7 separate regions of the Mus musculus genome follow, and all the other regions are linked to region 2. A link is a contact called in public ChIA-PET, HiChIP or PLAC-seq and promoter capture Hi-C data. All regions are on one chromosome and are shown on one strand. The core of a region is the stretch at or near the end of the contact, and the rest is flanking DNA. Distances in the headings are between cores, read along the strand shown.

Region 1 (3,212 bases), core at 603-3,102, 490 kb before region 2:
AATGGCTGCAGTTGGGCACTGGTCGCCCTGCTCAGCGGGGAGCTCCCCGGCACCCAGGACTTGGATCTCAACTTTGGAAAGCCTCCCCTTCTCACGGTTGTGAAAATTCTTTGTCCCATTGGAGCCAAACCCAGCCCACGGCGGGCATCCGGCCATCCGCAGACAGCCCTTTCCATAGGAGGCCCGGGAGCACGTGGACTTTATTGATTTTTCTCGTTGCCTTTTTTGTTGGGTTTCACTCTGAAAGGACAGCTAACTTGTGACACCATCAAACCGGAGACAGGTCCCCAGTAGTGTTTAAAAAAAAAAAAAGGACAACAACAACAGAGGCGTTACTCAAGAAATGACCCCCCCCCCCAAAAAAAAAAAAAAAAAAACAACCCAGCCTGCAGTGGAGCCTAGCCAGTTCCTATAAAGGACAGATCCAGCCAGCGGCTGCTGACACTTGGGGACACCCTCGCAGCTGCTCCTCTCCCTCTCGGACCCAGATGAAGCCGTGGGAAAAAAACCGTAATAAAGTTAAAATCAGGGAGCAGGGAGTTTTCAACAAGTCTGACCCAACCTGGTGGTGGACTACTGGCGCCTCAGGCCTGGCCTCTGGGGCCGCCTCGGTGTCAGATCCCGACGAGGGCCGAGAAAATGTTCCATCCTACTAATTATAACGAGGCCACGCCGGGCAGGATCTAATTTGAGCTTGAAAAACACGCACGGCCCACACCGAATCTCGCGGTCTCCTCCTCCCCCAGTGCAGAGAACAAAAACAACGGTCGCTCGTTCTCTCCGCAAAACAAACACCAGCTCCAGCAAGAAGGAGGCAAGACACGGCCCAGGACTTGGCTTCTGGATGCAAACATCGCGCTCCCCGAGCTTCGGGTGCCGCGCGGAGCGCGTGGGAGCCGTGGGTGCTCCGCGCCCCGGCCGCGCCACCGCCTTCCTAGCGCTCGCCCCCATCTTCCTTCCTCGCCCGGAGCCCTCGCTCCAGGCTGCCCAAAGCGCTAAATTTAAACGGCTCGCGCTCTGCAAACTCCGCAGACTCGAGGGCGCCGAGGCCTGGGAGGCGGGGAGCTGCGGGCGGGTCGGGGCGTAGGATGTGTGTGTGTATGTGTGTGTGTGTGTGTTGGGGGGGGGGGACACCGGCGCCGCGCCGCCCCGGGAGGAGACGGCGGCCCGCTCCGCGCTGCACAATGGAGCTCGCGCTCTGCCCGCCGCCGCCGGCATCACGGCCCCGGCGCGCGGGAAGCCGCTTTCATGTGACTTGCACAAAAAAACGAAATGGCTTCTGGGGCCGGCTGCGAACCCCCCTCTCCCGAGAGCCGAGCTCCGAGCTCCGGGCTCCTGCCGCCGCCGCCGCCGCTCTCGCCGCCGCCGCGCCAGGTGGGTGACCGGCGCCAAGCACACCTGGGCAGCGGACGCAGCCCCCGCGGGGCGCAGGTGACCCCGGCCGCGCGCCCTCGCCAACTCCGGGCCCGGGGCCGCTGCGCCCCGCCGCTCTACGCGCTGGGTCCGGGCTTGCTGGCGGCCGCGACGCGGTGCAGCGAGCCGGGGCGAGCGAGAGAGCGAGCAGGCGCCTCGGCTTACCATTTGCGCACTTTCTCGATAGCCGCCATGACCCTCTTGATATCATCTTTGGCCCGGCTCCTGGTCTCGGCTCGAACCGACCTGCCCGACATGGTTCTGGCGGGGAGGGAGAGAGAGAGGAAAGAGAGAGAGAGAGGGAGGCTGGGGGAGCGCGCCCGCCGGGTCCTGCTCGCCACACTCGCCCGCTCTCTCACTCGCGCACAGACACACACTCACACACATACGCGCACACACAAAGCCTGGTGCCGCCGCGCGCCCGGGGCCCAGTGCGCAAGCGCCGGGGCGGCAGCTGCACAGAGCGAGGGGGAGCGGCGCGGCCGCCAGCAGTGCGGCCTCCGGGTGCCGCCGCCCTCCCCGGGGAGCCTCGGGGACCTCACTCTGGGAAAGCTCTCCCGGGTAACCCCGACCTCCCAGCACGCGGGACGGGCCCGCGCCAGGACTCACCCAGAGGCCGCAGGTGCGATGGGGGGCCCCTCCCCCCCCCAAGACACACACCCTGGGGATGGCAGACTGCAGGCCGTGGGTGCTCTGGCTCGGGTTGGTGGCCGCGGGCGCGATCGTGCAAGTTTCTTGTCGGGCGTTTGAGTTCTCAAGAGTTGGAGGCGGCGGTTCGGGACGCGAGGTGATCTTAGAAAGAGTTGAGGCGCCGGTCTCTGGCCAGCTGCCCTGTTAAAATGTGCGAGCTAGAACGTCTCCTCCCCATGCTTAAACTAGAGTCGTAGGAAAGGTGCCCGAACCCGGTGGCAATTGACATTGTCTCTGGGCTTTCTTTCCCTTAGAGATAAGTTGTCCCAGTCACGGATCAACCTCCCTGGGGTTTGACCGAAAATGACAATTTAATCTTAAACGGCTCCTGGTGGAAGTGCAGTGTAATGACCCGGAGCAGCAGGTAAACTAGACTGGCCCAACACAGAAGGACTTATGAGAGGCTGTCTCCCTACCCTAGGACAGAGCTGGGTGACAGGATCTACCGCGGTCACCCAGTATAGGGACAGGTGGGTGTGCAGTTGCGGCTACACAGACTGGACCAGAGCGAATGCTTGTCCACGTGAATGCTGGGAAAAGAGATGACCTGAAGTGAGAGAGCTGCTACCTGGAGAGGAACTAGCGCAACATCAGTCATTTCACAGATGGACAAACTGAGTCAAGGAGTTATTGAAGGTTGCAGCAGTGACCTTCATCTGTGACTGCCATGATTCTAGTACCAAGCATCTCCCCCTGAAGTCTGGGGGGGTTGCAGGGGTTTGGTAGAGGGAGCTAGTGGGGAAATGGGTGTGAGAATCTGGGGAAATTTCCCCCAGGCTTCTTTTAACCACTTTAAACGCACGGTCCTAAAGCGAAAATTTAAAAATAAGAACAACAATCAGATGTGGTAGCCCACTCCTTTAATTCCAGGCAGAAGCAGGTAGAGATCTGTGGTTCAAGACCAACCTGGTTTATGTAGGTAGTTCCAGGACTACATAGTGAGGCCCTGTCTTAAAACAAAACAAAACAAAAAAACAACCCAAACCAAAACAAACAAAAGCAAAAAACCAACAACAACAACAAAACAATGGAGCCAGGCAGTGGTGGTACACACCTTTAATCCCAGCACTTGGGAAGCAGAAGCAGGCCGATTCTATGTATTCAAGACT
Region 2 (3,176 bases), core at 548-3,047:
GCAAAACACTCATACACATTAACCTAAAAACATTTTTAAACAATTTTTTAAAGCTTTCACAATATCCTCATCCTTAACGTCAATTCAAATGTCACTGATTCCAGATCCTACATTTGTAATCCAAATTCAGGAGGGAGGACAGCCTACATACTCAATTCCAGGCCAGTCAGGGATTGACAGTGAAACCCTATCTCAAAACAAAGAAGTTAACCTACTCCCAATTTCGGCCAGGATTCCAGCAGCAGGGGACCTGATGTTTTGAAATAGGACCGCATGCAGTGCAAGCTGGACTCAAACTTACTACAAAGCCAAGAATACCTGTGAAAAACTAATTGTCTTGACTCCAGCCTCCAGCTCCCAAATGCCTGAGATCACAGGTACGCAACACTGAAGGTATGGTTATTTTTCTTGCTTGAGAGTTTTTTACACACACACACACACACCTTACATTATTGCAGTTTGTAATGTGGCTACTTGAGATCTATCTCTCAGGGGATTGTTGTTGGTTGGTTTTCCACGAAAACACTTGCTTGGCCTCAAACATGCAGCAATCCTCCACCTCTACCTCCTAAACGCTGATCACGGGCTTGTGCCACCATGCTTAAGGGGCTCTTTTCTTTTAACTGGCAAACTCTTTCTTAAACAGGGTGATTATATTTTGAATTACCTCTACCCCATCTTGACTAAGGCAGTGAAGGTGCTGGGCAAAACACTTGCTGAATTTCTCTATCCACTTGACCCTCTCTTCAATCGTCCACAGTAAATCTTTGACACTCTGTGCAAGGTCGTCAATCTAGCAGCCCAAAGCCAACACACTTACTTCTTCCACGAGATGGATACAACACCGTGAGGGAAGACATCACCACCTTCTGACTCACGCCATTTGACTTGATTTTGGGCAAATGAATCAATGCCTGAATTGACTGCTGTACACAGCCTCTTTAGAACTCTCTGCGATGGGGTTGAGAAAATTCATCTCCCCTAAGTAGGCCAAAATCACACACACACACACACACACACCACATACACACACACAAAACCTGCCCTTTTCTGAAACTTCTATCAGTGATTCTCCCACGCTCTCACTCCCACCTGGGAGCAAGGCTGCCAAATTACTTGCTGCGTACCTAGTGGCGATGTAGACACGTCTAGCGCTCTAGGTCACGGCCACAACATTTAAACCCACGGGAAGGACTCCTTGAAGGAGGACACCCCCAACCCCCCATGGGCCACTCAGGTCCTAGCCTCATCATACCACGCAGCGCTCTCTATGCCTTCTGTCTCGTGATGCACCCCCCGAAGTCTGGGTTAGCTCAAGGACTCGGGGGAGGCAGAGGGCACAGCCATGGCCAGAGACACCGAGGCTCTTGCGGCTTAAAAAAAAGCTCGGGACCCCGAGAAGAGCACAGGGCCCTGGGAACAGGGCCCAGCGGGCTGAGACCGCAGGGCCACTAGCCGCCTCCTCGGCCAGGACGCCGGAGGGCGCTGTGGGAGCTCGGGAGGGTCTGCTGCCTGGCCTCTCCGGCTGGAACCGGTCGGGGCCCCACACACACTTCGGGCCGGGCGCCCCGCTACGTGGTGGTCTCTCACGAAGCCCCTCTGGGTAACCGCTGAGACGGAAAACAGGAAGCGCTCTGGGCGTACGGGAGAGGCAAGGAGAGCCTCCCGGCTCCACCAGCCCCTCACCTTCATGGCCGCGACCGCCTCGGCTCGGTCGGCTCTACCGGGGAACTCAGCACCATAGCAGCCTCCTCACACAACGGATCTTCCTTCCTTCTAAGGCGGCGAATGCGGCGCCTCCCGAGACCCACTGAGCGTCCCTACGTAAGGGGGCATGGCCACGCTCGGCTCACGCCCCGGGAAGACGCCGAGCGGCGGGCGGAGCCCACCAATCCGAAGCGGGTCTTCGGGGGGCCCGATCACCAAAGCCAATGAAATGGTGAAGAAGGGGCGGGGTTTCGGGCGCAGTCTTGCGAGCGAAGGGGAGAGGGGAGGGGCGGAGGGAAACGGGGCGGGGCGAAGAGGGGCGGGGCGGGGCGTGACGCGACGTGACGCCCGGTCTGTCGGAGAGAAAGCCGCTCAGGCTGAATTGGCTTCCTATTTTGGGTGGATAGCTTCCCTCGGCCCGAGGCAGAAAAAGAGCTGTGGTGAAGTAGGAAACACTGTTGGTTTGAAGCTTTTATTCTAACCTGCGGAGCAGGGCCTCTCTCGGGCTTAACCCATTCTCCGAATGTTCTAGATCTCATCACCAGGAGAACCTCGGATCTCCTCAAGGAAGAGGGGCAGCACGATCTAGGGCGAGCCATTTAGAAGATGTACTGAGAACGGCTGAAGAACCAAAGGCTGTCCAATTCCAATTCTTTGTCGTTCGGTTCGTATGTGTGTGTGTGCGGTTTTCTTTTTAGACAAGATTTTTTCCTGGCTGTGCTGGCCAGAGAACTCCCAGTTTACACCAGGCTGGCTTGGAACTCAGAGAAATCATGCCTGCCTCTCTGCCTTCCGAGTGCTTGAGATTAAAGATGTGTTCCACCACAACTGCGTCCAATTGATGTAATGTTCAAATTTACCCAAGTACTAACTAACCCTTTCAAAGAATTCACATGATCCCTTCAAACTGACGTCGGGGCAGAAAAACAAGTGGCAAAAGATGGTATAAATTTCTTCAGCCTTGCTGGATTAAGGCTTTAATTAGTTGGTTTTCCTACATTTCTTTCTCTCACTTCAAAATAATATTTGAGGTCGGGCGTGGTGGCACACACCTTTAGTCCCAGCACTTGGGAGGCAGAGGTAGGCGGATTTCTGAGTTCGAGGCCAGCCTGGTCTACAAAGTGAGCTCCAGGACAGCCAGGGCTATACAGAGAAACCCTGTCTTAAAAAATAATAAAATAATAATAATAATTGAAATTTTAGAGCTCAAGATGTTACTTCTTCCTTAGCGAAGACCCAGACAACTCCTATTCTTATAATAATAATAATACTTTAAAATTCTTTGTATCTGGTTTTGCCTGCATGTGTATCTGTGCACCACATGTGTACAGTGATCAGGGAAGTCAGATGAGGATGTTGGATGCCCTGCAACTGAATTACAGTTGTGAACCACTATGTGAGTGTTAGAAACCAAACCCAAGTCCTCTGTAAGAACAGCAAGTGCTCTTAACCGCTGAGCCAGCCCCTGT
Region 3 (3,028 bases), core at 481-2,980, 380 kb before region 2:
ACTCTCATTCGAAAAACAAGACAAAACAAAACAAAAAATTGCTTTTTATCTGTTTTAAGCTTTACCAAGCCGGAGGCCTGTGACTTTAAACAAGTGACTTCTCCTTTCATACACACACACAGATATATGTGTATACACACACACATATACATACATACATATACACATACATATATACACATATATGTGTATCCATACATACACAGATATATGTGTACACACACACACACACACACACACACACACGGGTTTTTGTGTTTTTTTTTCTTTAAAGAGATTTGTGTCTGTTTAAACGTCTCCACGGGCGTGTGAACTTACACAGTAGTAAATTCTGGATCTCAACTCCAGTCCTTATGATGGCCAGTGCCTTTAAACCACTGAGCCATCTCTCCAGCCCCTGACTCCGCCCCTTTGAGCTTCAGGGACACAAGTTAACAATACTGCTGTGACAGTTTCCTGGCACAGCACACATACAAGATAGTACCTTTCAGGCACATGGTCAGCACCTACCTGGCCTGTAGAACCTCTATATGACACCGTCATCTGGCACCCATCACCCAGATGTCATTGTGCCCAGCAATGAGTGTGATTTAGCCTCCCCTTCCTCTATACACTGACTTGGGGTTTTATGAAAAATATATCTGCTTAGGAGGTAAACAGATCACAGAGCCAACCATTCCCCCTTCCTAACTGGGCAAGCATTGGCTCCACTCTGGCCCTGTTTCCCCTTTTACAGTAAAGACAATGTGCTTAATCTGGCTCCACTTAAAAGAGCAATTAGCAGAGGTGAGGGTTTTCTTAAAATCCAGAGTCTTTTCCCTATCCCAATTAGAGTCTGCATTTCATTTTTACTTTTCTTTTTTGTTTTTTTTTTTTTTTTTTTTTTTTGGTTTTTTTTTGAGACAAGGTCTAATATAACCCAGGACAGCCTCGAGCTTACTATGTAGGCAAGAATAACCCTCAAGTCCTGATCCCCCTGCCTCCACTCTCTAAACGCTGGGCTTAAATAGGGATGCCTCCCCTGGCTACAACGTGCATTTTAACAAGATGCCCAATTAATTCTCCCAGTTGACATTTATAAAGTCCTAAAGAAAAGCGGGTGGCGAGGCCAAACCTGGTAATGTCACCTACAGAAAGTGACAGTAGCGATTATCACTATGCCTCAGCAAATAGTCTATCCTTGCGACCGAGGCAGTTTCACTAAGGCCTATATCATGGTTGCACAGGCCCGCGATTCCCGCACTCAGAAAGATGAAGCAGGAGGATCACGAGTTCGAAGCCAGCTTAGGGGCTGCGTTAAAAACAAACAAACAAAAAACTTTAAAATGCAAAGTTAATGCTTCCGAAAATGAAAATTAATCCCACGTAAAGAAAAAATGCTTAAAGGGGCGTGTGGCACGCAGCAAAGACCCCCTCTAGGACACTGCTTGGCAGCGACCCCGAGCCTCGTCCGCAGGCCTCCCCGCCACACTCACGCTCTCCAGGACGTCGTAATTAGCCTTGATCTCCGCCTCGATCTCCTCCTTGCGTCGCATCAGATCCTGGATGTCGCTGACCGCGGCCGCACGGGCCTCGGAGGACTCTGCCCGGTGCGGAACGTCTTCACCCGACATCGCGGACCTCAAGCTAGAGTTCTGGGTTTCCCGGCTACGGACGCCAGCCGAGGCTGAGGCTACGGGTCCTCCCCGGGGCCAAAACAGCTCAGCCAACGCGCAAGTACGGAAACAGATGAAGGGTGGAGCTTGGAAGTGGGCGGGGTCACCGGCTAGATAGACCACGTGGTTTTCAGATGACCCGGTAGAGATAAATAGGCCCATAGAGGACATAGGTATTTACTCCCACTTTATCCTGACTCATTTCCACTTTTCTTGTTCATTCCTTTCTTTTTCATTCTGTCCCCGTCCCTCCATCCGTCCGTTTCCCCACCCCCCCACCCCACCCCGTTTTTCAAGACAGGGTTTCTCTGTGTATCCCTGGCTGTCCTGGAACTCACTCTGTAGACCAGGCTGGCCTCAAACTCAGAAATCCTCCTGCCTCTGCTCCCAAGTGCTGGGATTAAAGCCACCACATCTGGCTTACACTTTTTTTCATTCACTCATCTGAAGGCTGAGTAAACTGGATACCAGCTGTATAAATGTAAGAGGATCCAGTCTTGCCAACCTTGACACTTCAGTTCTTAACATCTACGAAGCCCCTGAGTGTTTGAAAGAGGCTTTCAAGCGATTTGTTTTTTGTTTTCTGTTTCTTTTCTTTTTCTTTTTCCAGACAAGATTTACTGCATCTCAGGCAGGCCTCTAACTCATTGTGTAGATGAAGGCGACCTTGAAGCTCTCCCCAAGTTTTTAGAATATTCTATTTCTTATTGTCATGATCACAGACACCCTCTAACCCCCCACTCCCATTCTATCCATTTCGCACCTCCCTCAACCTATCCTCATCAAAACTTCAAGACCTTTTTTTTTTTCCTTCTTTATAACCTAGTGTGCCCAGTGCCTTTGAGCATCTGATACTCCATCTGCTCCCTCCACAGGCAGGGATTACAGGCATGTACCACCAGGTATGGTTTATGAAATATTGGGGATCAGGAACACTCTACCAACTCAGCTATATCCCCAGCCACTTTCGGGCTGGGGATCCTCATGGTACAACCTATGTTCAAAGTTGGACCATTAACACCGACTATATATATTCCATGTGACCTTAAATAATTTCACCTTCTGCTCTCTGACCTTATTGTGTGACACTAACAGTAATATCTCTCGCTCTTTTTTTTCATTTTTATTTACTAATTTATTCCCTTTGGATCCTGATCAGAGTACACACACCCTAGCAACGTGTCTCTTAAGGGTGTCCAAGTATTTATTGACTTTCACCTCTGTCACGAGGTGCTGGTGTAACAGGCCCCCAGACCTTAGTACAACCGACTCCATAAAGAAAGTACCACTCAGGCTGGAAAACACAGCACACAGACAGCACCACCTGCCAAAACTAAAACAAAGCCGGAAGCCATCCAAGTCCACAGCTGTGG
Region 4 (3,291 bases), core at 540-3,039, 480 kb after region 2:
TGGACAAACCATCTTACCCCCAACTCACCAGAGTAAGCAACAAGGGGACCAGAGGGAAAGGCAGGGAGGCAGGAGCCCGCTCACCTTAGAGTCTCCCAGCAAAGACCAGAAAAGGAGGCCATGGCATCCACACCCACAAACACCACCATGAAATGGCCCGTGGCCTCATCTTGCTCCTCCTCACCCCGGGGCTGAGCACGTGAATAACTGAGCAGCCGGCTTCCAGTGCCTTCTGAGCTTTACGGTGCCTGAAGAAGGTGGCCCTGCCGGGACTTACCGGCCATGACAGGGTAGTTGAAGTGTTCTGCCGCCGGGTCCAGGTTGACCACCTGGACAGATCGGTTGAGGGCTTCACAGTGCTGAACCATGGTGGAACAGTAGGTGCTCTGTAACGTGACAAGGTGGGGGGTTAGCACCCAAGGCAGTAGCGTACCGCCCTCCACATGCCCAGACAATTCTCCCCTCTCTGAGCCAGTGTCCACCCAAGCCAAACTGCACCTCCAGGGAAACCCTGGGAAGGCGATGAGACCAGAGCTGCAGATCTAGATGCAGGGCGTGGGCTCAGGATGTTTCTTTAACACAGTCTACAAATTAACGTAGGTTACAGAAATGACCTCCTCCACGCTCCACGCTTCCTTTTGACAGCCTGTTCTCTCTACCTAGGACAGCCCCACCATACAGATGCACTGTAACTGACAGGTGAGCTGTGTACCTTCCAGATCAGATGACAGGCCCTGTGGAGTCACACAGCCATCTCTAGTACTCTGAATATTGTATTTATTAAATATTAAAATGATACAAACACCTCTATAGACTCTAGGCATCCCTCAAATGTCACCATTGCCGTTTCTACTGTGCTTAAGTGTCCTTAGCATCATTCTCTTAATATGTACACAAAGAAACACTGTATCACACAAAAAAAATAAATATAAAAACTAGAGCCAGGCAGTGGTGGCAGACGCCTTTAATCCCAGCACGTGGGAGGCTGAGGCAGGCGGATTTCTGAGTTCAAGGCCAGCCTGGTCTACAGAGTGAGTTCCAGGACAGCCAGGGCTACACAGAAAAACCCTGTCTCAAAGGAAAAAGAAAAAAATGCCCACAAACAGTGCATATCTACAAACTTATCTGAAACCCATACTCCAAACTTCTGAGAAAAAGGGAAGAAAAGACCCCATACTGGGTGCGTGGCAGGGGGCCTTGTCTGGAATTAGACAGGGGAAAAAAAACCAAAAAAACAAAAAGACCAACAACCCAGACTCAGATTCCGGGGCGGACCTAAGTAAGCGTATGATTTTGAACAAAATAAACCTTTCTGTGTTTGTAATCTGTAGAATGGGTATAGGATCAAGCACACAGAATGGATATGAAGACACCTGGAACGACCAGGGCAGTTCCTGGAGCAAAGGTGTCCTGCAGCTCTGTCTGGGTGCTGGACAGAACTGAAGTCTTTTGGGAGGACAGAACAAGCTCTTGAGCGCTCAGCCCTCTCTCAAGCCGCTCAAGAGCTATTAAAGCTGCTATCACTCCCAGACAAACAAAAAAAAAAAAAAAAGCAAGGTACAAGCAGAGAGCAGGAAGCCGTATACCCAGGGTTTCCCCGGAGCCCAGCCACCCACGCACCGCAGCTCCTCCAGGCTCACCTTCCCGCTGCCCGCGGGGCCCATGACGAGCTGCGCATATCGAGGCATGCCGCCTCTCCGGGGGTTTCACACACAGCCGACGGCCACACTCCCTTCAGCCTTCGCGCGACAGCCACGGCGTTCCGGGGAATGTGCGTAGGAGCCAATCGCAACCACAGATCGCTCGTTCAGCACGGGTATTTACTACACCATAGACTACGGAGCGTCCCCAGGGCCAAAATGCCTTCCGAAACGCGTGCCGTGCTCAGAGAGGAGGCGGGGACACGAGTTCGTTCACGCGTGCGCAGAGAGAGAAAGAGAAAGAGCCGAGAGCCGTTATCGGTTGGGCCTCCGGCGAAGGCGGTTGCCTAGGTGATAGCGGATCGCGAATTACGCTCCGCGCCCCCGGGCCGCAGCACCGGTGCTTGGGTTTGACACATAGGGTGACAACCGAAGGTCTGCAGGTCCTCTGAGGGTCTAGAATACTGAGGTGGATAAGGAATACTTGCTTTAGGGTGCGTGTGGATGGATTTGCCCTGACGCGTCCTTGTCAGCGAGAGATGCCCAGGCGCAGGAGCCTGGTTACCTGAGGTTCCTCCGCCCTCGGGTCTACAGCTCCAGGAACTCGGGTCTTCCTCCGCACCATCCGGCGGCCACTTGAGCAGGGTCGGAGTGGGGAGAGCCGGAGGCCGCCGACTCAGAGCCGGTGTGGTGCACGCGTGTGGACGGGATGCCGAGCCGTTGGCCCGGGGTCGCGGGGCCGCCCGCCTTGGCCCGGACGGAAGGCGGTGAAGGGTGAGGCGGCCTTGGGAACCCCTGCCGAGGAGGCGCGAGACGGGGGGGGGGGGGGGGGGGGGGGGAGCGGGCTCTAGCGGGGCTCGGCTGCCGAGGCGGCCTCGGAGCAGGACAGAGACTGAGCTTTCGGGCTCCTAACCTGGCGGGGAGCCGAGGGTCCAGCCGCCTCGGGCCTGGGAAGGTTTTAACTGTCCCCTAGATGGCTGAGGACAGTTGACTTCTGATATCACAGCTGGATGCCATGCTTCCCTGTCCCCCTCCTGGCCTCCTTCCTTAAAAAAATCAAGAGGCGGGATGACTGGGATCCAACTAGGCCCACAATCATGGCTCTTGTAGAATCTGAATCCGTGGCCATGAAATAAAAATATATTTATGTTTATTAAGTACATTATTATTAAATGTACATTTTATTGTAAATATATATTTGGTGCTAAGACTTTTTTTTTTTTTTCCCCGAGACAGGGTTTCTCTGTGTAGCCCTGGCTGTCCTGGAACTCACTGTAGACCAGGCTGGCCTGAACTCAGAAATCCACCTGCCTCTGCCTCCCGAGTGCTGGGATTAAAGGCGTGTGCCACCACTACCCGGCTACAGGAATCAATTTCATTTTTTGAAAAAAGTAAAAAGACCAGATCCATGATTGGAAACAATTAACAAACCAGCGTACTAGTTCCAGCACAACGTAATTGTTCTTTCCAGGACAGAAATTACTTCTATTAAAGAACAAGAAAGATATCATGTGGCTAAGTACAGGAACCAAGCAAACTACAGGCTTGATCTCACTGTAGAATTAGACTAGGACGCTATGAGACCAGATTTACCTAAGTCCTTTCTGGTAAAGTAAATATTAGACTAGGGATCCAGCTTGGTGGTAGTAGA
Region 5 (3,267 bases), core at 207-2,706, 390 kb after region 2:
CAAAACCAAATGAAAAAGGCATGTTCTTAACCTGTAAGCAATACTTAGTGTGATTATGTGTCTGAGGTGTGTAAATGACCTTAAATTATGTGGCCCCACCACAAATGGCTCTCAGGTTTTGAGTGTTGGTATAAGGCAATATAAGCAGATGTCCAGTCTCCTTAGTTCTACCTTTCTGTGATATGACTCTTTAAGCTTGCATGGCTGTTTTTGTATTTTCTTGGTAAAGTATTTGACACAGCTACTGCTCTGTCCCGTTTCCTCCTGCATCAGTGCCTCTGCCTAGAGCTGTGCCACATGGGTGGTATCTGAATCAACTGCACCTTCCCTTTCAGACTGGTGATGGTGTGAATGATGCTCCTGCTCTGAAGAAATCTGAAATCGGGATTGCCATGGGCTCAGGGACTGCAGTGGCTAAGACTGCTTCTGAGATGGTCCTGGCAGATGACAACTTCTCCACCATTGTGGCTGCTGTTGAGGAGGGGCGAGCCATCTACAACAACATGAAGCAGTTCATCCGCTACCTCATCTCATCCAACGTGGGGGAAGTGGTCTGGTGGGTGTCTGACTGGAACTAAACAGTATCTTTCAAGGCTGGGGCCAGGGTGTTGAGCTTTCTCAGATTGCTGCTTCTGTTAGGACAAATTTGGTTGTTGGCTTGAGAGGAGAGAAATCTCATGGGACTTGTCTGCAGCTGACCAGTGGTGCAGAAAATATTCTTAAAATGGTAGTTTAAAATCATAAAAGTCTTGGTCCTCTAATAAAGTTTCATATGAACTTAGATTAGATGTTGTCTGATGCTCCTGGCTTGGGGAGATAAGCTATTTCCATAGTTCCAAAACTCACTGAGTTTTTTCTCTTCTTCCCTTGGATGGAAACAGTATCTTCCTGACGGCAGCCCTTGGGTTTCCTGAGGCTTTAATTCCTGTCCAGTTACTCTGGGTCAATCTGGTGACAGATGGTCTGCCTGCCACTGCGCTGGGGTTCAATCCTCCAGACCTGGACATCATGAACAAACCCCCCCGGAACCCAAAAGAACCACTGATCAGCGGGTGGCTCTTTTTCCGTTACCTGGCTATTGGCTGTAAGTACAGTTGTTGTTTGTGTGGAAGGATGCTGTGTGCAGTGCAGGTCACCCACTGAAAGCCTCTGTTGAACAAGCATCCTGTCCTTCCTTGGGTTATAGAGAAGCAACAGTTAGACATCAGGCTTTTTATATTTTCCCCTTGCTCAGAGTGATGCAAATACCAAGGCATGCCAGAGCCCTTCCCTGTTGCGAGCGCCAGGCTGAGACTTGAATGGGTTATTACCAACTAGGGGACAAGAAGAGTCCACTAGCAGAGGCTAATGCCGTTCTTTGTCATAGTTCAGTTTAAAGAGCATACAATCTAGAGTGGCTGCCAGTTCCTCTGGCCTTCACAGTATCTCGTGGACCAGCTGCCCTTTGGGCAAATAAAAATTTCCATTCCCTGTCTTTTAAACTAGTGCCCTCGTGCACCACTGTAATTCCAGGTTAGCTGTGTGCTCTGCTGTTGGTTAGGTGATTGACCGTGGATAAACCAGTCTCAGCTTTGCAAATTTCCTGAAATTGATGAGGAATGGCCTCTGCCTTAGACCTAACTCTGGTGCTGAGGGGTGGGGGCCAGCATTGTAATGGCAGTTCTTTGAAAGGGTTCTGCTTGGCCATACCTGGAACAGTGCAGTTACCTAGTGTCCAACAAGGTCACCTCCGTTTGCCTATAGACTGGTGTGACTTGGTTTCCTCAGTTCCTTGTGTGTTCTGTCTGCTGGGATGGATGGGCCTGACCTCCACCTGTTGTCTGAAGCCTATACTTGCTCTTTAGCTCTGTGGCACCTAGTGCAGGGCGTGGGCTGGGGTCAGCAGGAACATTTCCTCACAAACTCTAGAGACATTGCCTATTTCCTTTTTAGACCAGAAACGCCCTGTCTGTAGTCAGCTGCTCTGGCCAGTGTGGTAACCTGCAGCTTTGTTTCTAGGTTATGTTGGCGCTGCCACCGTGGGTGCTGCTGCATGGTGGTTCATCGCTGCTGACGGCGGTCCAAGAGTCTCCTTCTACCAGCTGGTATTTAGCCACTTTTTTTTAAAGCCCTGTGTAGTAGAGTGAATTCTTGTAACCTTTGGTCTTTTTCTGTGGTTTGGGGTCAGATAGTTGCCTCAGGTAGCTCTAAGACCCAGGGCTTCTGCCGAGCTGTATTCCGTATTGGTGTTGGGCCTTGAACTCAGTGTGGAATTGGCATCTACATTTGGGAAGTACTCCCGGCTGATGGAATGTTTGGACTTTGTTGCAGAGTCATTTCCTACAGTGTAAGGAGGACAACCCAGACTTCGATGGAGTGGATTGTGCAATCTTTGAGTCCCCATATCCAATGACAATGGCACTTTCTGTTCTAGTAACCATAGAGATGTGTAATGCCCTCAACAGGTTAGTGGATCTTGTAGGCTATGGTCCTAGGGTTTATGAGAAAATCATGGCTGATAGCTCTTCCCTCACAAAAAATGACATAGTTTTAAGCTATTGTTCCCCAGGAAACAGTGGGGGTTGTCCCCATCATGGGTTCCTGATGCGGCAGGGTGTATGAATGGGACCAGCAATCCAGACTATGCCTGTACCCTAGAGAGTGGAGCACAAGAAGTTCCATCTAACCAAGCCACTGATGGACACAAGTTTCCAAATGGCTCTACCTTGGGTCATCACCAGCAGCTTTGAGCCTGCTGAGATGGGCCTGCTGCACCAAAGCCTCCAGCTCCCCGCACTGGGGAAAGCAGGCCTTTAGAGTTAGTTAGGTCAGCAGGCAGTAGCATCACTAAACCCTTGCCTGCTTGTGTGTCACTGACGCATGCCTTTGCCTCTGGTGAGGTCACTTCTCTTCTCACCTGTAGCTTGTCTGAAAACCAGTCTTTGCTGAGGATGCCCCCCTGGGAGAATATCTGGCTCGTGGGCTCCATCTGCTTGTCCATGTCACTTCACTTCTTGATCCTCTACGTGGAACCTTTGCCGGTGAGTCATGATGGACCCCGGGCGGGGTCTGGGGTAGTTCCTTTCAGGCAGGGCCAGAAGCTTGACCCAGCCTTGTTTGTCTCAGCTCATTTTCCAGATCACACCGCTGAATCTGACCCAGTGGCTGATGGTGCTGAAAATCTCCTTGCCTGTGATCCTCATGGATGAGACGCTCAAGTTTGTGGCCCGAAACTACCTGGAACAACCCGGTAAAGAGTGTGTGCAGCCTGCCACCAAATCTTCCTGC
Region 6 (3,221 bases), core at 662-3,161, 500 kb after region 2:
ATTTATTTATTTTATGTTTGAGGTTCTAGTATTGAAAAATCACACTCCAGGGTAAGTTATGTGCTATAGAGGATATTACTAGCTGGAGTACTTTATCATGTGACAAAAATGTCAAGATCAAGCTCTGTGTGGTGGCACACTCCTTTAGTGCCCACTCTCAGGAGACAGAGGCAGGCAGATCTCTGATTTCCAGGCCAGTAGGGCTACATCGTTATAACCTGACTTAGGATGGAAGAGATGGCTCAGCAATTAAAAAGCACTTGCTGATCTTTGAAGGACCCGGATTTGGTTCCCAGTACCCGCGTGGCACCTCACAACTCCCTGTAACTCCAGTTCCGGGGGATCCGAAGCCCTCTGGTCTCCAGTAGCTCCTGAACTTGTTTGGTGCACATAAACTCATGTAGAGACACATACACAAAAATTCAAAATAAAAATTTAAAAGAAACGTGATGCCCAGCATAGCAACTGCCCTTAAACATAAGCGTTCACCCCTCAAAACGACTTCAGAGACATGAATATGCAATCATTCCAGCAAATTCTTCTTCCTTGCAAGTGTCTCCAAATTGCCATCAAAGAACTAGTCTACTTTAAACTGGAGTCTAAAGCAAAATAATTCTCTTTTAGATGCCAAAATCCAGTGAATTTAAGCATATACCTTTGGAACGGCTTATAAAGCCACCTTTTTTTTTTTCTTTTCCATTTTTTATTAGGTATTTATCTCATTTACATTTCCAATGCTATACCAAAAGGCCCCCGTAGCCACCCACCCCCACTCCCATACCCACCCACTCCCCCTTTTTGGCCCTAGCGTTCCCCTGTACTGGGGCATATAAAGTTTGCATGTCCAATGGGCCTCTCTTTCCAGTGATGGCCGACTAGGCCATCTTTTGATACATATGCAGCTAGAGTCAAGAGCTCCGGGGTACTGGTTAGTTCATAATGTTGTTCCACCTATAGGGTTGCAGATCCCTTTAGCTCCTTGGATACTTTCTCTAGCTCCTCCATTGGGAGCCCTGTGATCCATCCATTAGCTGACTGTGAGCATCCACTTCTGTGTTTGCTAGGCCACCTTTTTAAAAGGTTGTCTGCACAAGGATAATCTGTGAAAAACGCAACGCGTGCCCAGCAGCCAGTGAGGTGCCTTCACTTTAACCTTCATCAGGACAAACAGCAGTCCCCCCCCCCAACTTTAGAGAGCAAAGAGTGCCTTCGAAAATCGGATTACAAGGACGTGTCTGCACAGAAAAGTCGTAGGGACAGCAATCTATTGGGGGGGACGGGCCTAAAGGTCTGATGCAGACTGGGTAAGCTAAGGCTCTCCGAACAACCCCGCGCATCTCCGCAGGCTCCAAACGATCCCCACGACATCGCTCAATGGGGCCGCAGCGGCCACAGGAGACGAGCAGTCCCCTTTCCGGGTCCCCGTCCGGAGTGGCGGCCAGTGCGACGGCTACTTCGCGCTCTGCCCCGAGGCCGGCTACCCCCAGCAAGCCGGGAAGGACCAGGAGGGAAGAGACGTGCGGTCACACCGACTGCCGGAGCCGATCTCGTGACCGGGTCCGGCCGCCGGGTCCGCCTCGCACGCCCTCTGGCCGCTGGGGCGAGGGGGCGACATCAGGCCGAGCCGCACCCTCAACCAGCCGCGGTCCTCCCGTTCCAACTCCGCGGCCACCCGGATCCTCCTCGCGCCCCCACCCCACTCCCTCAACCGGACGCCGCAGCATCCCGGCCCCACCCGGGTAGCAGCCGCCGTGGGGCTCACCATCCTGTCACCAGGGCTCCGTTCAATCACCACGAACGCCGCCGCCCTCTTCCTCAGGCTCCTCGGTCGACCCGCCCACTTCTTCCGCCACCAATGAGACGCGAAGTTGGCAAGAGCCTGTCTTACGGGGGCCCGTAAGGGTCATTTCCCGTCAAGGGAAAAAAAAAAAAAACCCGGCGCTGCAAGAAATCGCTCGTGGGCGGGGCAAAGGAAAGGCTGAGCTCGCGGAAAGTGCGGGGGCAACATCCGGGCACCCGCGGCTGGCGCGCTTGCGCCCTCCATGCCTGCTCTGCCCGTAGCCATGCTGAAGTGCGGGATGACGGGCGGCCAGGTGAAAGGTGGAGCGGCCATTCTTGCTTTGCTACTTAGAAGAGGGAAAAGTCTAACGCCTCGTGCAGGGTTTATCCATCGTCTTCTTCGGCCTCCTCCGCCATTCTTCGCCACGACTGAAGCTGCCATAGCGCGCCTCGCGAGGGCCATGCTGGGCTTCGAAGAGCATGCCAGCCCCGTTCCATTTGATTTATGTCCAGGGTTTAATTCGGTGACCGAGAAAAGAATTGTGCCATTGGGCCTTAAACTCGGATTGAGGAGGGCTGATGTGGAGAGAATTCAAGGGGGGAAATAATACTTGACCAGCAAAAGTATTTTTGAGCTGTGGGAAAACCAACCTGCTGCTTTATTCGACATTCTGCCGGAGACATTTTTTTTATTGTTGTTGGGTTTTGTTTTTGTTTTAATATATAATCTCGAACAATCCTCTCTGTCCCTCAGTCGAAAAATGAGACTAATATTAGCCCCTTCGTTGATAGAGGTTGTTAGAAGCATGGGCTAAATAAAAAGTCCATGTAGTGAGATCAGAAATTAGAAAGACTGTGTGGAGAACTGTATAATACATAGCCTTATAAGGGGGGTGGGATGCTTGGGCTGGGGACCGGGTTTGTGTGTAGACAGACCAAAGAAGGGCCAGTGTACCATCCCCCTTCAGAGGTTGGGAGAACTCAAAATGAATGAGAGCATTAGCACGGAAATTGGCTTGCAGGAGAAATAATGTTGAATTTTATGTCGATGCATATTTATTGAAGTCTTACTGTGTATGTAGGTAAGGGTATACGGCATTTCCTAATGTAAATTAGTCTATAAAACGCTGTGTGGATCGGCTGAGTAGTTTAACTCCCAGGTGTATCTTGACCAAAAAGTTCAGTGTAATCACTTAACGGGAAATTGTTCGGACATATTCAGGAAAAAAGGATTTCAAACCACTGTTTCCAGCTCTGTGGCATCACATACAATTAGGACACCGTGTGGTGAATTCCTGTCATGGTGCCTCCTCTCATAGTGATGCACTTTGCTAAGGCTTGACACAGCATCAAAGTTGAGATCGTTATAGTCTAACAACATGTTAACCTAGCCTAGCATGTTGGAAGCCAAGATGCTCAATGCTGTTGTCGTATGGATAGCC
Region 7 (3,170 bases), core at 66-2,565, 400 kb before region 2:
AATGTGTGTATTTATGTGGTGTGTGTGTGTGTTGTGCAGGTGCTCAAGGAGTCCAGAAGAGGACATTGAATTAATTCCCTGGATCTAAAGTTATAAGGCATTTCATCATGGGTGCTGGGAACCCAAAATTCAGCCCTCAGTAAGAACAGCTAGGGCTCTTAATGGCCTGGCTGTTTCTCCAACCTCGGGACTGTCTCACTTTGGTTTTGTACTCCCACAGCCTGGCACATGCCAAGCACCAAGCGACAGACAATTCAGTGTAAATGGGTGGACAAGCTTCGGGGAGGACTCACCAGGGAGGATGATTCTGAGTAAGTGGGTGGATGAGCTTGGGGAGGACTCACCAGGGAGGAGCTTGACCTGGGTGGCTCATGGCTGATGACAATATTGTCCACCAGGGCTGTTTTGTTTTGCTTCTCTTTCTTTTCCTCCTTGGCTCGTCCAGCTTTTGTCTCAGTTGTCTCAGTATCTTCCTCCTCCTCCTCCTCCTCCCGCTCCACACTCTTCTCTTTCTCTTCCTCTTCTCTTCCCTCCTCCCTTTCCCCCTCATGTTCCGCCTCTTCCTTCTCCTGGCCCTCTTCCTCACCTCCCCTTTCCTTACTTCTCTCGCTCTCCTCACTTTTTTCCTCTTCACCGCTCTTCTCTTCCTCCCATCCCTCTTCCTCTTCCCTTCCTCTCACTTCACTTTCTTCCTCCCCTCTCACTTCCTCTCCCTCTCTCTGCTCCTCCTTCTCCACCCACTCCTCCAGCCCCTCTCCATCCTCCTGAGACTCCTCCCATGACAGTGAGCCCTCAGTTAGGCTCTGCTGCAGAGCATCTTCTTCAAAACTTGGATTATATTCCTCCTTCTCCTCCTCCTCCTCCTCCTCCTCCTCCTTCTCCTCCTCCTTCTCCTCCTCCTCCTTCTCCTCCTCCTCCTCCTCCTTCCCCTCCTCCTCCTCCTCCTTCCCCTTCCCCTCCTCTTCCTCCTCCTCCTCCTTCTCCTTCTCCTCCTCCTTCTCCTCCTCCTCCTTCTCCTCCTCCTTCTCCTCCTCCTTCCCCTTCCCCTCCTCTTCCTCCTCCTCCTCTTCCTCCTTCTTCCCCTTCTCCTCCTCTTCCTCCTTCTTCTCCTCCTCCTTCCCCTCCTCCTTCTCCTCCTCCTTCTCCTCCTCCTTCCCCTTCTCCTCCTCTTCCTCCTCCTCCTTCTCCTTCTCCCCCTCCTCTTCCTCCTCTTCCTCCTCCTTCTTCTCCTCCTTCTCCTCCTCCATCTCTCCACTTTCTCTTGATTCTTCTAGGGGGTTTTCTTCTGTATCTGACATTTCTTCTGTAGTTTCCGCTACAGAAATTTTAACGTAGATTCAGCAGGTCCCTCTATTTCCTGTGCCGGCTTCCTGAGGTGCTAACACGTCGAAATGGGCAGAAGCAGCTCTGGTCCCTTCCTGTGGGAAGAAAAGAATGGCAGCTTCTTGGGAAAGCCCAGCTCAAGTCTCAGAAATCTTTAAAATATTGACTTCCAGGGCCTCCCATCTTTCTAGGACTGATCTTAGAGTCTTCTCACTTTAAATAATTCATATTCCCACAGGCAACAAAATGCATAAGGCAAGCATTTGCAAAACCCTGCTGGGAGGAAGAAGAGAGGGAGATGGGCTGATGACTGAAGTGTAAGCTTGCCAGCTAAAGGTTCCCTCCTCTCCAACTTCCGCTAGCCTCGTTCTGTGACTAGACGCAAGCCATTTTACCCTTTCTTCAAATTTGCTCACAGGCAAAAAAATAAAAATGATAATCCTACATTCTCACATGATTTGCAGACTGGGGCAATACATGTCAAATGCTCAACACAGGTTCACCCAAAGTGTTTGCCAAAAAAAAAAAAAAAAAAAAAGCAGGGTGGGGGATATCAGGTACTATGGGGATAAAAGCAATAGTTTTCTGCAAAGAACCTGAGAGTTTTAAAGACCTCTGGGGCAGGTGAGACCCTAAGTCTAAGGTAGACAGAGCCCCCTCCTCTGGGAAACACATGGCCAGAAGAGAAAACTAACTCCCAAATCAACACATTCAACATGGTATGTGCAAAGAAAGAAAGAAAGAAAGAAAGAAAGAAAGAAAGAAAGAAAGAAAGAAAGAAAGAAAGAAAGAAAGAAAGAAAGAAAGTTAATTCTGGGCTGGAGAGATGGCTCAGTGATTAAGAGCACTCTGGCTGCCCTTTCAGAAGACCCAGGTTTGACTCCCAGCCATGACACGATCGCTCAGAACCATAAGTAACTTGAGTTTCAGGGGATCTGACACCCTCTTCTGTATTCTGCGGGAACTTCATAGGTGGTACACATACATACATGCAGACAAAACAGTCTCACACATAAAATCATTTTTTAAAAAAATTTAATTCCTCTGATACATTCTCTCATTTTGCACCTACATGAAGCAAGAGTTTGGGAGCAGGGGGCTAGGCCCATGTCTGTAATACTGCGATTCAGGAGGTAGAGACAGGAGGATCACTCGAGTTCTTAGGCCAGCACAATCTTTCTAAAAAAAGAAAGAAAGAAAGAAGGAAGGAAGGAAGGAAGGAAAGGAAAAGGAAAAGGAAAAGGAAAAGGAAAAGGAAAAGGAAAAGGAAAAGGAAAAGGAAAAGGAAAAGGAAAAGGAAAAGGAAAAGGAAATGAAAAAGTTTGTGGCCCTGGGAGGCACGACTTACGACAGAGCTAGAATTTAGTTCTTTTGTTTGAAAAAAATGCCACTTTGACATTTTCCACACCCAGGCGGGGGCAATGCCACAGGTGCGCAAGTCTATCCTACCACGAGGTCCAGGAGCCACCAGTTTCTTTTCCTGGGGACCTCCCAGGTCCCACACCCTTGCCGCTGCCTGGCCCGGACCCCAACCCGAGCCGCACCCTCCACTTCGCACTTACAGGGACGCTCCCACTTCTTTTCTCAAAAGCCTTGGGTCGTCCAGCCTCGGGAAATCCCAAGAGACCTCCAGGGGCTCCTGTCCATACTCCCTAGTGACGGTTGCCAACCAAGCTCCGTCCCTATGGCAACGGCTAGTCGCAGGAAAGCAAGGAAGCAGGATGGTAATCACGTGCCCAGAAAGCGGCCTCGAGGCGGACCAGCCTGCCCCCTGCCGGGCTAGCAGCTCACGCCACAGCTTTTTCCTAAAGGACACTTCCACAAGAGCTACTCCCCTACACTGGCGA

The links. Promoter capture Hi-C pulls out the DNA fragments that hold promoters and counts their contacts. ChIA-PET counts read pairs in DNA pulled down with a chosen protein or histone mark. HiChIP or PLAC-seq counts read pairs in DNA pulled down with a chosen protein or histone mark.
Region 1: a contact with region 2 is called in an RNA polymerase II ChIA-PET map of memory CD8 T cells, with 5 read pairs. The contact joins the promoter of Bcl7a here to the promoter of Rnf34 in region 2. A contact is called at or near these places in 4 of 39 promoter capture datasets (hippocampal neurons, liver and pre-B cells) and 1 of 115 datasets of contacts at active chromatin or transcription factors (memory CD8 T cells).
Region 3: a contact with region 2 is called in a promoter capture Hi-C map of liver, with 4 times the contacts expected there. The contact joins the promoter of Psmd9 here to the promoter of Rnf34 in region 2. A contact is called at or near these places in 5 of 39 promoter capture datasets (the 3T3-L1 cell line, hippocampal neurons, liver and 2 more) and 2 of 115 datasets of contacts at active chromatin or transcription factors (fetal liver and memory CD8 T cells).
Region 4: a contact with region 2 is called in a promoter capture Hi-C map of erythroid cells, with 6 times the contacts expected there. The contact joins the promoter of Gpn3 here to the promoter of Rnf34 in region 2. A contact is called at or near these places in 10 of 39 promoter capture datasets (the 3T3-L1 cell line, the C10 cell line, the HPC-7 cell line and 5 more), 2 of 115 datasets of contacts at active chromatin or transcription factors (epiblast stem cells and trophoblast stem cells) and 1 of 9 other capture datasets (liver).
Region 5: a promoter capture Hi-C map of liver shows a contact between it and region 2, with 5 times the contacts expected there. The contact joins the enhancer-like site here to the promoter of Rnf34 in region 2. A contact is called at or near these places in 4 of 39 promoter capture datasets (the SN4741 cell line, cranial neural crest, hippocampal neurons and 1 more) and 3 of 115 datasets of contacts at active chromatin or transcription factors (bone marrow-derived macrophages, effector CD8 T cells and large pre-B cells).
Region 6: a contact with region 2 is called in an HNF4G HiChIP or PLAC-seq map of pancreatic cancer cells. The contact joins the promoter of Vps29 here to the promoter of Rnf34 in region 2. A contact is called at or near these places in 10 of 39 promoter capture datasets (the 3T3-L1 cell line, the C10 cell line, the HPC-7 cell line and 5 more), 1 of 484 Hi-C or Micro-C datasets (CD8 T cells), 5 of 115 datasets of contacts at active chromatin or transcription factors (bone marrow-derived macrophages, cardiomyocytes, memory CD8 T cells and 2 more) and 3 of 9 other capture datasets (adipose tissue, liver and pancreatic islet).
Region 7: a promoter capture Hi-C map of liver shows a contact between it and region 2, with 2.6 times the contacts expected there. The contact joins the promoter of Wdr66 here to the promoter of Rnf34 in region 2. A contact is called at or near these places in 3 of 39 promoter capture datasets (the SN4741 cell line, liver and neural stem cells).

What each region holds. Positions count from the first base shown.
Region 1 is chr5:123,343,088-123,346,299 of GRCm38.p6, reverse strand. It overlaps Bcl7a (B cell CLL/lymphoma 7A), which reads right to left and starts at 1,852. Exons shown (of 6, transcript NM_029850.3): 1 at 1,579-1,852. The coding sequence starts at 1,670. Gm15860 (predicted gene 15860) reads left to right here and starts at 1,158. Exons shown (of 2, transcript NR_165267.1): 1 at 1,158-1,374.
Region 2 is chr5:122,848,809-122,851,984 of GRCm38.p6, reverse strand. Rnf34 (ring finger protein 34) reads right to left here and starts at 1,797. Exons shown (of 6, transcript NM_030564.1): 1 at 1,687-1,797. The coding sequence starts at 1,692. It overlaps Gm33044 (predicted gene, 33044), which reads left to right and starts at 2,049. Exons shown (of 2, transcript NR_169045.1): 1 at 2,049-2,152; 2 at 2,240-2,535.
Region 3 is chr5:123,226,892-123,229,919 of GRCm38.p6, reverse strand. It overlaps Psmd9 (proteasome (prosome, macropain) 26S subunit, non-ATPase, 9), which reads right to left and starts at 1,730. Exons shown (of 6, transcript NM_026000.2): 1 at 1,476-1,730. The coding sequence starts at 1,613.
Region 4 is chr5:122,371,006-122,374,296 of GRCm38.p6, reverse strand. Gpn3 (GPN-loop GTPase 3) reads right to left here and starts at 1,789. Exons shown (of 8, transcript NM_024216.2): 1 at 1,641-1,789; 2 at 278-386. The coding sequence starts at 1,688. Fam216a (family with sequence similarity 216, member A) reads left to right here and starts at 1,955. Exons shown (of 7, transcript NM_026883.4): 1 at 1,955-2,414. The coding sequence starts at 2,350.
Region 5 is chr5:122,457,265-122,460,531 of GRCm38.p6, reverse strand. Atp2a2 (ATPase, Ca++ transporting, cardiac muscle, slow twitch 2) reads left to right here. Exons shown (of 20, transcript NM_001110140.3): 15 at 336-556; 16 at 882-1,084; 17 at 1,999-2,084; 18 at 2,311-2,444; 19 at 2,903-3,020; 20 at 3,106-3,267. Among named protein-coding and RNA genes, the nearest start is that of Anapc7, 36 kb to the right of the region's middle. Within about 2 kb of position 1,456, at least 14 of the 459 cell types and tissues checked have an H3K27ac peak or open chromatin away from gene starts, as enhancers often do. A contact at or near this core is called in liver, where this site is marked.
Region 6 is chr5:122,353,018-122,356,238 of GRCm38.p6, reverse strand. Vps29 (VPS29 retromer complex component) reads right to left here and starts at 1,911. Exons shown (of 4, transcript NM_019780.2): 1 at 1,763-1,911. The coding sequence starts at 1,765. Rad9b (RAD9 checkpoint clamp component B) reads left to right here and starts at 2,034. Exons shown (of 13, transcript NM_001382853.1): 1 at 2,034-2,100. The coding sequence starts at 2,064.
Region 7 is chr5:123,251,933-123,255,102 of GRCm38.p6, reverse strand. It overlaps Wdr66 (WD repeat domain 66), which reads right to left and starts at 1,315. Exons shown (of 21, transcript NM_001370840.1): 1 at 345-1,315. The coding sequence starts at 1,298.